2 separate regions of the Strix aluco genome follow, and region 2 is linked to region 1. A link is a contact called in public Hi-C data. All regions are on one chromosome and are shown on one strand. The core of a region is the stretch at or near the end of the contact, and the rest is flanking DNA. Distances in the headings are between cores, read along the strand shown.

Region 1 (5,110 bases), core at 1,765-4,264:
AATTTATAGACAATTATTCATTTCTTCTCATCCTTTGGAAGAGGTCTTCGGAAGAGAAGAATATGCGGTTCTGCGGAAATAAAATTGAACAAAGTGTCAGTCTGTCCCATAAGACTTGACTACAAGGATTTATTCCATTTAGGAAGTCTTGAACAGTAGTCGAAGCTTGTCAAATAATAAGCAGATGAACAAGTCCACAAATACGGCCCCATGTGTAGTATTAATAGATCAATTTTGCAGTAACCTTATAACAGTCAAGCTGGTGCTGCTTTTGAAAGTTTTATACCAGATGTTGGCAGTATCATAAACTTAAGGTATTTACAGGAAGGAAGTACTGGAAAAAATACAGAATATATTTAGTTGGTATTGGTACTAACTCTGTCTCTCTACATTAGGCTGTTTGATGAGCTTTGTTACTGTAACTTAGACTAACAAACTGTTGATGCTGTCCTTGTTAGGCACATAGTGTGAAGCATCAACAAAAATGACTTTACTTAATACAGCCAGCTTACATTATTACTGATCTAACTTAATTGTAAACTCCTCCAAAAAAGCCAGAAGTATCAAAAGGTGCCCAGGTAAGGGAAACACTGGCAGGTTATACTAATTTATTCCCCTGGTTCTTCAGAAACTTGGAACTCCATACTGCTGCAATTCATCTACCACCACTTACTTTTTAGTCAGGCTTGTCAATGGTAAGCTACTTTGGCTGTTTTCAGCACATCCTAGTTGGCAGTTTTAGGGCTCCACACCCTGCTATTTGAAAGATTGGTTTTAAGTGTTGCTTTTAGTGGGCTGTATTACTAGAGTTCAAACTATACTGTAGACTTTTCAGAGCATTAATACAGGACCTTGTCTGCAGGAGCATCTATTAAGCATTTGTAGAAAAAGTACATGCTGTTTATTTAAAAATATACTGCTGTATAAAGTTTGGTTCAGTCACTGAGATACTAACATTATTCAGGAGCTCAAAGAAGCCTATTTCTATATGCATATAGGAACAATTTCCAGTCTGGCACATTTTGTCTACTGACAGACCACACATACCTAGGACAAGGTTAGCATTTTGCAAATCTGGGAGCAAGATGTGAAGGTTTAAAATAAAGGCTGTTATGTTGCCTTTGTTGACAAATGCACCAGGCAGTTGATAGTTTAGACCCTTTTGTTCATCTAATTCTGTTCAGATGAACTTACCTGGCTCATGGATCATATAGTGAACCCAGCCAAGACTTTGCTGAACGCCAAGTCGTCTCCACTCCTCTTCGGACATTAGATGGGATTTTGGCACTTGTTTTGAAAGTTCTCTTGGCAGCATCACATGTCTGTGGAGGTTTTATTATTAAACACACACTACATACATTAATGCCTGTGTACACTAGAAAACTTGCACAGATACACACTGAAACACAGTAAGCAAGTTCAGTTATGAATACCAGCAATCCCTATAAATAAGTCTTGGGTGCTGACTGATACCACTGATTATGAAGCATCTGTCCCAGAATCCAGTTTTAAAATCACTTTGTCTACTAAACATTACATCTGTAATGAAACTGTATACTGGAACAGCCAACCTACCTCCTAGAAGAAACTGTATAGAAGAATGTGTTCCTGGCAACTGGCAGTCATATCACCTATTTCAAAAATAAGGGCTTTGGACTTTTAGAACGACTGATAAAGTCACTCGTTTGTATTTTGCATTCTGTAACCAACAATGTATTCTCCACAGAGAAAGTGCTGGTTTATAGAGACAGAACACTAACACCACTTAAGAGCCCAATCTGTCAGCTGAGGAGAAACATAGTCTGCCCTCCACATTTTCAAGTTCCTTTATCACTTAGTACAAAGCAATGCGTTCAATTGTGGTTTTGAGAGCATAGCTGCTAAGAGGGACACTAGACCTCTACACGGAGGAACAAAACCCCTGATTTGCAGTAGTGCTTTCAAGTAAGCCTAGAGGACTGAATTTCAACAGTATCAGTTATAATCCAGATCTGACTGGTGCTATATGACAGCTTTGAAAACTAGCAAATGTCTCGAAGGCAGTACGAACTACATTTATTAATACTAGGTGTTGGCGTGGCCTTACGAACTGCCTTCAAAGATGACACGTAAAGCAAAACACACGCTTCATCCACATTCAGAGCTCGATCGCGTTACTCTCCGCCGAGCAGAGCATTCTGAACACAACGGTTAGGGCTCCCTGCTTCAGTTCCCCACGGTACCTGACCGAGGGAGGCGGCACCGCCGGCCCGTTCCCCCCTCCCCCGAGAGCGGCGCCGCCGCGGCCGCGCGGTTACCTCTCGAGCCACCAGCGGGGCGGGGCGCGCCGCTCCCCCCCGCCCCCCCCGGCGGCCGCCAGCCAGGCCTCGCCCGCGGGGCGCCCGAGCCCCGCTCTGCCGCTCCCAGCTTCATCGCCCGGCTCCGCCGCTTCCTTCACCGCCCTCCGGGGCTTGCATCGCCCGCTCACCGAACGGCGGCCCTGGAAGGGCCAGCCGAGACCGGCACTCGAATCACCCACCCTCCTCCCCCCAGCTGGTCCGAGGCGACGCAAAAACCCACCGCCAAGAGGCAAGGCACGGCCCCTCCCCGCAGGCTTTAAGCCCCTCTGGCCCCACGGAAGCCAGGGTCACGCTCGCTGCCGCCACAGGCCGAGCGTACTCCCTGAGAGCATGGCACCAGCCCCGGGAGAGACGCCTGCCCGAGGCGCCGCGCCCTCCCGCCGCTCCGAAAGGGCCGGCAGGAGCCCCCCCTTAATGCCTTCAGCCGGCCCTCCCGCCCTCTCCCACTGCCTCGTACCGGTACTCGTACTGATCGTCAAAGTACTTGTCAGAATAGTAGATCTGCTTGTGGGCCATGGCGAGAGACGGCAGGAACAGGAACAGAACAGCACCCGCCTCACACGGACAACCCCACCGACTAACCCCGCGCTTCCGCCACCCGCTCGGTTTGAATCTAACAGCGCGACTCTCATTGGCGGCGCCGCGACAGCCAATCGCGTGCCGGGCCGCCGCGTGACTGACCGCTCGCCCTCCCACCCATCCCCGGAGCCGCCGGGGCATTACGTAAGGGGTGACGGTGGGAGGGCGGTGCGCGGGGCGGGCGTGGCGGCGCCGGGGCGCGGTGGTTGGCTCAGCCGCCGGCGGGGCCGGGCGCTTCCAGCACTTTCCAGGGGAGGGTGGGGTGTGCGGGAGAGGCGGTTGGGGCCGGTGGCGGGCGCGACCCTGCGCGTGTCGCGATGCCCTTGGCGCGGCCCTGGCGGCTGCGGTCTCGGGCGTCCAGGGGATTGCGCATGGCGGGCAGCGGGGGAGAGCCTCCTCCGGCCCCTTAGTAAAGTTTCAGGTTAAAATCAGGCGTGTGCTGTGCCTTGGTGCCGCTCTGCGCTGCGTACCGTGGGGCCGGGGAGGTTTTGTGAACTCGTGGTACGCTGGTCTGCGGTCGTTTCACAAACACGACTGCTCCCCTGAGTTGGAAGGCTGTGGCGTCTGTAGTACTTAATGTGCTGCTTGCGCAGAGTGCAAACAAACGTGGGGTGCAGGTGTGCTCAGAGCTGTGTGGGGTCTGTGGAGAGGATTTCTGTTTACCAACATTCCTAGCCAGCAAAACAGCACAGTAAATGCTGTCATGGCAAAACATAATTAGCAGCTTGCCAGGATTTAATGAGGCACTTCAGTTCCTAGGATATGAGTGTTATTTTTGGCATCAGGCTTTCTCAGAAGGTAAATACTGGATTCTGCACTTTTCTAAACTCCAGTGGTATTTCTTGGGTGTAGCTGCCCTGTTGAGATAAGCTTAGTGGGAATGTTTCCAGAAAGGGCAATCTCACCATTACCATGTTCTGTGCCCCCTGCTGAACCATCCCACTCCGCAGGTTAGGGTAAGGTTGTAACTCTGCACAGTACAAGGAGTGAACGATGATCACTCAAAAGGTTTCACCGAATAACAGGTTTACTTGAAACTTGGCAGTGGCACAATGGATAGTGTAAAGGCTAGGCAAAACTCAACACCAAGACTTGTGAATACAATGGAGAACAGTGATTTAGGCAAAACTCAAAAGATCACCCATATGTGCCTAGAATGAGGTCAGAAAAGAGAGAGAAAAAGATAAGGAGTGGGAGAAATGAAAATGTATCACCACCTTTGGATTCAGCATGGACCTCTGCTCATAGCTGAAGTCCTCCAGTGGCAGGCATGCAGGCCTGAATATGCGTCTTCTCCTCCTTTTACACTGTAAGTGCCCACCCCCACAGGCGGGGATTCTGGCATCACTGAGCAAGCGCAGTGCAAGTTTGAGAATGTTCTGGAAATGAGTCAGTGGGCTGTGGGGGGTCTTGGTGATCTCGCACTCTCCCCTCCCCAGACTTGACCAAGGGTTACCTTCCACAGGTGCACACACAGAGCAGCTTGACTGGGGATTAGCTTTCACAGATGCGTATGTGCGGGCAACGGGTAGTCTGTGTGGTTCTTGAGAGCAGGGATGCTGCCCCACCTCCACAGATCCTGTCTGCTTGCTTTTGCTTGTATCAAGACAGAGGTTTGAGACAATTCCCTGCTCCATTTTGACTCGGGGCCTCACACCTCCCTATGGCGTGCTGCTGTCTCCTCTCCTTGTTGGGCCTCTGTAGTAAAAGAAGACTAATTTTCTGCTTTCATGGTGCTACCAGAAACACAGGTATGGTCTGTGATCATGTGATATATCTGCCTGAAATCTGTTCTGATTGGGGGGGGGGGGGGGCGCAGAAAATGAAGTCATGTGAAGCGCAAGTGCTAAAACACATGCATGTGTAGGGCTGATAGTTTTTAGCAGCATTGTTTTTACTGGTACTGGAGCCTGATGTATTAAATGCTAAATTTTAAACCAGTATCATGCATTTTATCTGTGAAAAGGAGTCTTTATAATCTAGCAGTAATATTTTTCTCTTGATTGCATCTCATGGCATGTTGATACAGGTCATTTATAGGCAAAATGAAGTCAGTATTTTTGTACTGATGTAGTTAAATGTGTGGAATTCCATTCATTAACAAAGATCCTCAGCAGGAGTATCAATTCCAGTATGATCATACAAGTACAAACCACCTGCAAGTTTTCTAAGGTATTGGTTGGATTATTCAA
Region 2 (4,734 bases), core at 2,209-4,708, 350 kb after region 1:
AAAACACTGGAGTGCCTTCACTTAGTGGTACCAAAGACCCAAAGATTTGGCAAGCTCTTCAACTAGATCAGCTCCTCATGGGATACGAAGACCCACAATACGGATTTTTGACCAAATCAACACAAACAAGACAGAAAGAAAAATCTTCTAGGTGTCATAAGAAAGAACACAATCACAAGGTACAGCAAAGATGCTACAGACAAAAAACTTCACAAAGCTAATGAAGTGCAGGTAAATTTTACAGAATAAAATTCAGTTCTAGTGACAAAACTAAAGTGTACCAGTTAACAAACACGACTATTTTTAAGTGATCCACTATTTAAACAGATGTGTTGCAGATGGCCTATTTTTGTTTATTTTGCTCTTCAGCCTAAAAATCAGCTTAAGTATCTAAAGGCTTATTACAAGGGAGGAGCGGCATACCTCAGTACACTTCACGCTTTTAGTAAGAGAGCAATAATTTCAAAATTTGGTGGCTATCATAATGAATGACTAATTAGCAACAACACAAACTATTTTTGTGGCTTTACCAATATTGCTTTCAGGTTGTTAAATGTAAAAAAAAAAAAGTAACTGGCTGCTGCAGGAATCTACTGATATATCAAGTTACAGACTTATGCTCAGACTTTTCCATCTCGAAGTAGTACAGTTGGCTCAGGAGCCATGACGTAGATAAACATTCCAAAATGATCTTGTAACTTGGATGACTCCACTCAAGTTTTACGTTGATGTAAACTCCATTATTATAAATTATTTTCTTCTCACCTCTGGTTAATCAATGCTTATTAATGGAGATAGAAAAAGCAGCAGAAAAAAAGTATTAATATATGATTACTTCAGCACTGAAGTGTAGCATTTATTTCTATCTCAATAAAAACTGTATGATTATGCCGTGCCAGTGCTTCTCCACTAGAAGCTTCCAAAGCAAAGCAGACAAAGACGACAGAGCTAGGACATTTGTTACTTCAGGGCAATGCTCAGGTATTAACAGAAGCCACAGCTATCCCTGTGTATATGACTGAATAAAGACCATGTCTTTAGATATAATCTTTGAAAAATAAAACACGTACTATTAATTACAGTAACATGCACAGAATGCAACATAAAGCATCACGTCTTTGCATGTTCGGCATTCACCCTTGTTACAACCTAGCTACAAATCTGTTCCACAGCAGATCACTTTATATATGCTCAACAAACTACGTTCAAGTTATTTTGGTTTTACGTCATAAGCAAAAAAATAAGCCATATTCGTCAAAGCCAGAAGGGGGTGCTCTAAATAACTGAGGTGGGGGGTAGTGAACTGAGCATTTGCCTTGTGTTGAGAGGTCAGAAACATGCTGTCTTGCTTTAGTTTGGGAGCTCACTTAAATTCACGATGTCGTGCCTTTTTTACAAAAAAAGGAATCTCAAAAGCATAAGCCCTCATTTTAACAAAAAGGAAATGCTTCGGTTTGTGCTATTGTCATCACAAGGGCAAATTAATCTGTGACAAAAAACTGGCAACAAAAAGACCTGGCAAGTGTTAATCCCAGTTTTGTATCCTATGATTTGTGAGCTGTTTAAGATACTGACAAGGAGATACAGGGAATGCAAAGGAATTCAAAAAGCCTATGCTACGGTTTTTACCTACACAATGCCTATTCTGACCTAACTAGTTCAGGTCTTTTTAACATGACTGTGCTGAGTTGATATCTTATACCGAACTACGTCCTGAAATGAAAGAAACGGCCCTGAATGAAAGATCATTCTGCAAGTGGAATACAGTATTTCATCTCTGCCAGCACTTTGGTGCATCAGCCTCCCCCCACCCAAAAAGAGAAAAAGATACGCACATTCCAATCAAGCCTCTCTCAGCGGGGCTCACCCAGTTCCCCCAGCCTTCCCTCCCTTCCTCCCTCGCCCCAGGCCTTGCCAGGTTCCCAAATCCCCTTTGATTTTAGGTTTCATTTTGTTGTAAGCAGCGAAACGAAAGGAGAAAGCTTCCAAAGCGAGGATCCTTACCCTTGAAATCCCGCCATGCTCGCAATAAGGAGGGTGAACTGTTTTTCCTCTTTTTTTTTTTGGATGGGAGATGAGGGGGGAGGGGAAAGAAACAAAAGCCTAAAAGGAGGAGAGGCTAAGCGGCGGAGACAGAGGGAGAAGGCGGAGACCCTGGTGGAGGAGCAGGGCGAGCGTCAGCCATGTTGTGTGTGTGTTGGTCCAGTATTTACAAACCTGCAGCTGCAGCAGCGCTTGGAGTCTGGGAGAGAGGGGAACGAAGGGAGGGAGAGAGAAAGGCGAGGAGGGAGGAGAGGCAGGCCCAGGGAGTGGGAAGGGAGGGCGGGAGGAGGGGAAAGCGGCGGCAGACAAAGGATCGCAGCGCAGCGCGCACACACGCGCGCGCTCGGGGTGCCTCGCGCCGCGGCAGCGCTGCCCGCAACCCTGCCACTGCCGGCCCGAGGCGGCGGCTCCCCCTCCGGCCGCCGCGGCACGGCCCGGTCCGGCCCCGCCGCCACCGCACTCACGCCCCCTTCACCCCGCTCCCCCGCGACGGGGAGGGGAGCCGGGGCACGCTTCCCCCCGTCCCCGCCTCCCTCGGCGTGCGCTAGCGAGGGGGAAGCTTCTCTGCGGCAGCCCCCCCCGGCGGGCCCCAGCCCACATACAATGGCTCCGCGGGGGGGTGGGGGTGGGGGGGGAGCGGACCCCTCCCCTCCGGCAGGGGACGGAGCGTGGATGCCGACCGGGGCCAGTGCCAAGGGAGAGCGGCTGCCCCCCGGAGCCCGGAAGGGTGGGAGTTGCCAGGCAGCCGGGGCGCCGCGGGGGAAGCGACGGCAGAGGCGGCAACATGAACCCGGGGCCCCCGCGGCCCCACTGCCGCCCGCCTCCTGCGGCTTCCGGGAGGGCCACGGGGGCGGGACGGGAGGGGCGACGGGCCGCGGCGGAGGAGGGGGCGCGGAGCCGGGACGCCCGCGGGTGGACACATATTGTCAGCCCCGGGGGAGGCGAGGCGAAGCTGGGCTCAGAGCTCCGGCTTCCCCTACAGCGACTCCCTCCGGCTCTGCCCGGTACTGGGCCGGGCCAGGCCAAGGGCGGCGCGACAGGCTGCGTTCGCGCCCCCCCCCCCCCCCCCCCCCCGCCTCGCCTCCCCTCCCCTCCCCCGCCTTCCCCACTCGCTCACCTGCCGGCGGGACGGGCGCCCGGGGGTGCCAGGCGGGCGGCCCGGGGGTGCCAGCGCTGCAGCCGCAGCCCCCTGCCTTGCCAGGCCGCTCAGTTCCTCCGCGGCGGCAGCGAGGACGGCCGCTCCCCTTGTCTCGTTTGCCCCCCTCCGCCGCCGCCGCTGCCTCCTGCTCGCCTCTGCCACATTTGGATCCCCCTCTCCCTACGCGAGCTCCGCCGCCAGGATAGAGGCCTCCTCACCTTCCTGCCAAAAAGTGAGCCGCCCGCATCGGGCCGTTCAAAACACAGGGCCGGGCCCCGCCCTTCTCCCTCCTGCCCCCCGCCCTGCCCCCTTCCGCCGGCGCGCAGGCGCACTGCGGCTCCCGAACTGCGACAGGAGCGGGGGGGGCCGCTACCCGCCCCGCCCCGCCCCGGCCGCCGTCGCCGATCCCAGCGCGTCTGCGCGGCCGCGGCAGCCGCCCGGCGTTCCGCTGCTGCCGCGTTGCCCTGCCCTGCGGGCCGGCTCGACACACGGCTTACCCGGCCCTGGGGCGTGGGGTGGGCCTCGCCCCGCCCGCTCGCCAGCGCTGCGCAGCCCGCCTAGCGCCGCCTCACGGGTGGGCCGCGGCGGTTCGTGGCGGCGGTGCCGCTCACCAGCAGCGCCTTTTCCGTGGGCAGGCCTTGGGCCCGCGGCCTGCCTGAGGCCCAGCGCCACGGCGGGCAGTCTCACGGGTTGTCATGGTACCCAGCGTTTTCCACCGGGTTTCTGTGGTGTCCCTGGTCATCTTCCAACCCTCAAACAATGTTCAGGTGATCTGAGGAAGTGCCGATTGTCGTGTTGGTACAATGAAACCCAAGAGTGTGAAGGTACCTGAAGGCTGACTGGCATTTCGCCTGCCTAGGCAAAGTGCTTCTAAGTAATCGAGGCTGTCAGGTATGCTGCATGTAGTATGAAAGAAAACTGAAAAGCCTGCGTTTTGCACTAAATTGTTATCATTGCAAGACAGGAAACGTTACTGGGATGGAGAAGGAGTAGTTCCTTCAAAACTTAAAATGGTGTCCTTGTCTGTGGAACAGAGAAACAAAAAAGGGGTGGGGGAACACTTCAAAAATCCTAGCTGAACAAAAGCACTGATTACAAGTTCTTCACACAGTCTTGGTGCACTATCTTGTGTGCTCTCAGCTTTTGGCTTGAGGAGGCTGATAGAGAAGGCAGTCGATGGGAAACCTGCAAGTAGTCAAGGCTGTTCAGCAGTTGCTGGACCACGGACAAGTGTCATCTTCTGAACCATCGGTGTTAAATCCCAGTGTTATAGATTAATTGTAATTTAATGGGAAATATCCACTTCTCAATTTTTAGTGGTCAATAAAATTTTTATTAGCAAGCAGCGAGTGAGCAAAACAGCGCTGGGTGTGCCGGGAGTCTCTGCTCTACCAGGACACACACCTTACAGGACAGAACTGAGTCCCTTTATAGTGTAGGCTTCCTCCATATTCATGATGGGTGTACCCTGAGGGGTCTGCAAAGTTGTAAACAAGTTTTCCCGGGCTTTTCTTGGGTTTTTCCATTTATGGGGGATGACTCAGCACAGGTGT

Evidence for each region. A called contact is a pair of places that touch in the nucleus more often than the background predicts.
Region 2: a contact with region 1 is called in a Hi-C map of heart, with 11 times the contacts expected there. The contact joins the promoter of SPIN1 here to the promoter of CKS2 in region 1. A contact is called at or near these places in 2 of 2 Hi-C or Micro-C datasets (brain and heart).

What each region holds. Positions count from the first base shown.
Region 1 is chrZ:67,140,029-67,145,138 of bStrAlu1.hap1, forward strand. It overlaps CKS2 (CDC28 protein kinase regulatory subunit 2), which reads right to left and starts at 3,015. Exons shown (of 3, transcript XM_074812156.1): 1 at 2,797-3,015; 2 at 1,195-1,322; 3 at 1-70. The coding sequence starts at 2,855. The coding sequence ends at 18. All of the region lies in intron 1 of SHC3 (SHC adaptor protein 3), which reads left to right.
Region 2 is chrZ:67,485,202-67,489,935 of bStrAlu1.hap1, forward strand. SPIN1 (spindlin 1) reads right to left here and starts at 3,459. Exons shown (of 7, transcript XM_074811790.1): 1 at 3,161-3,459.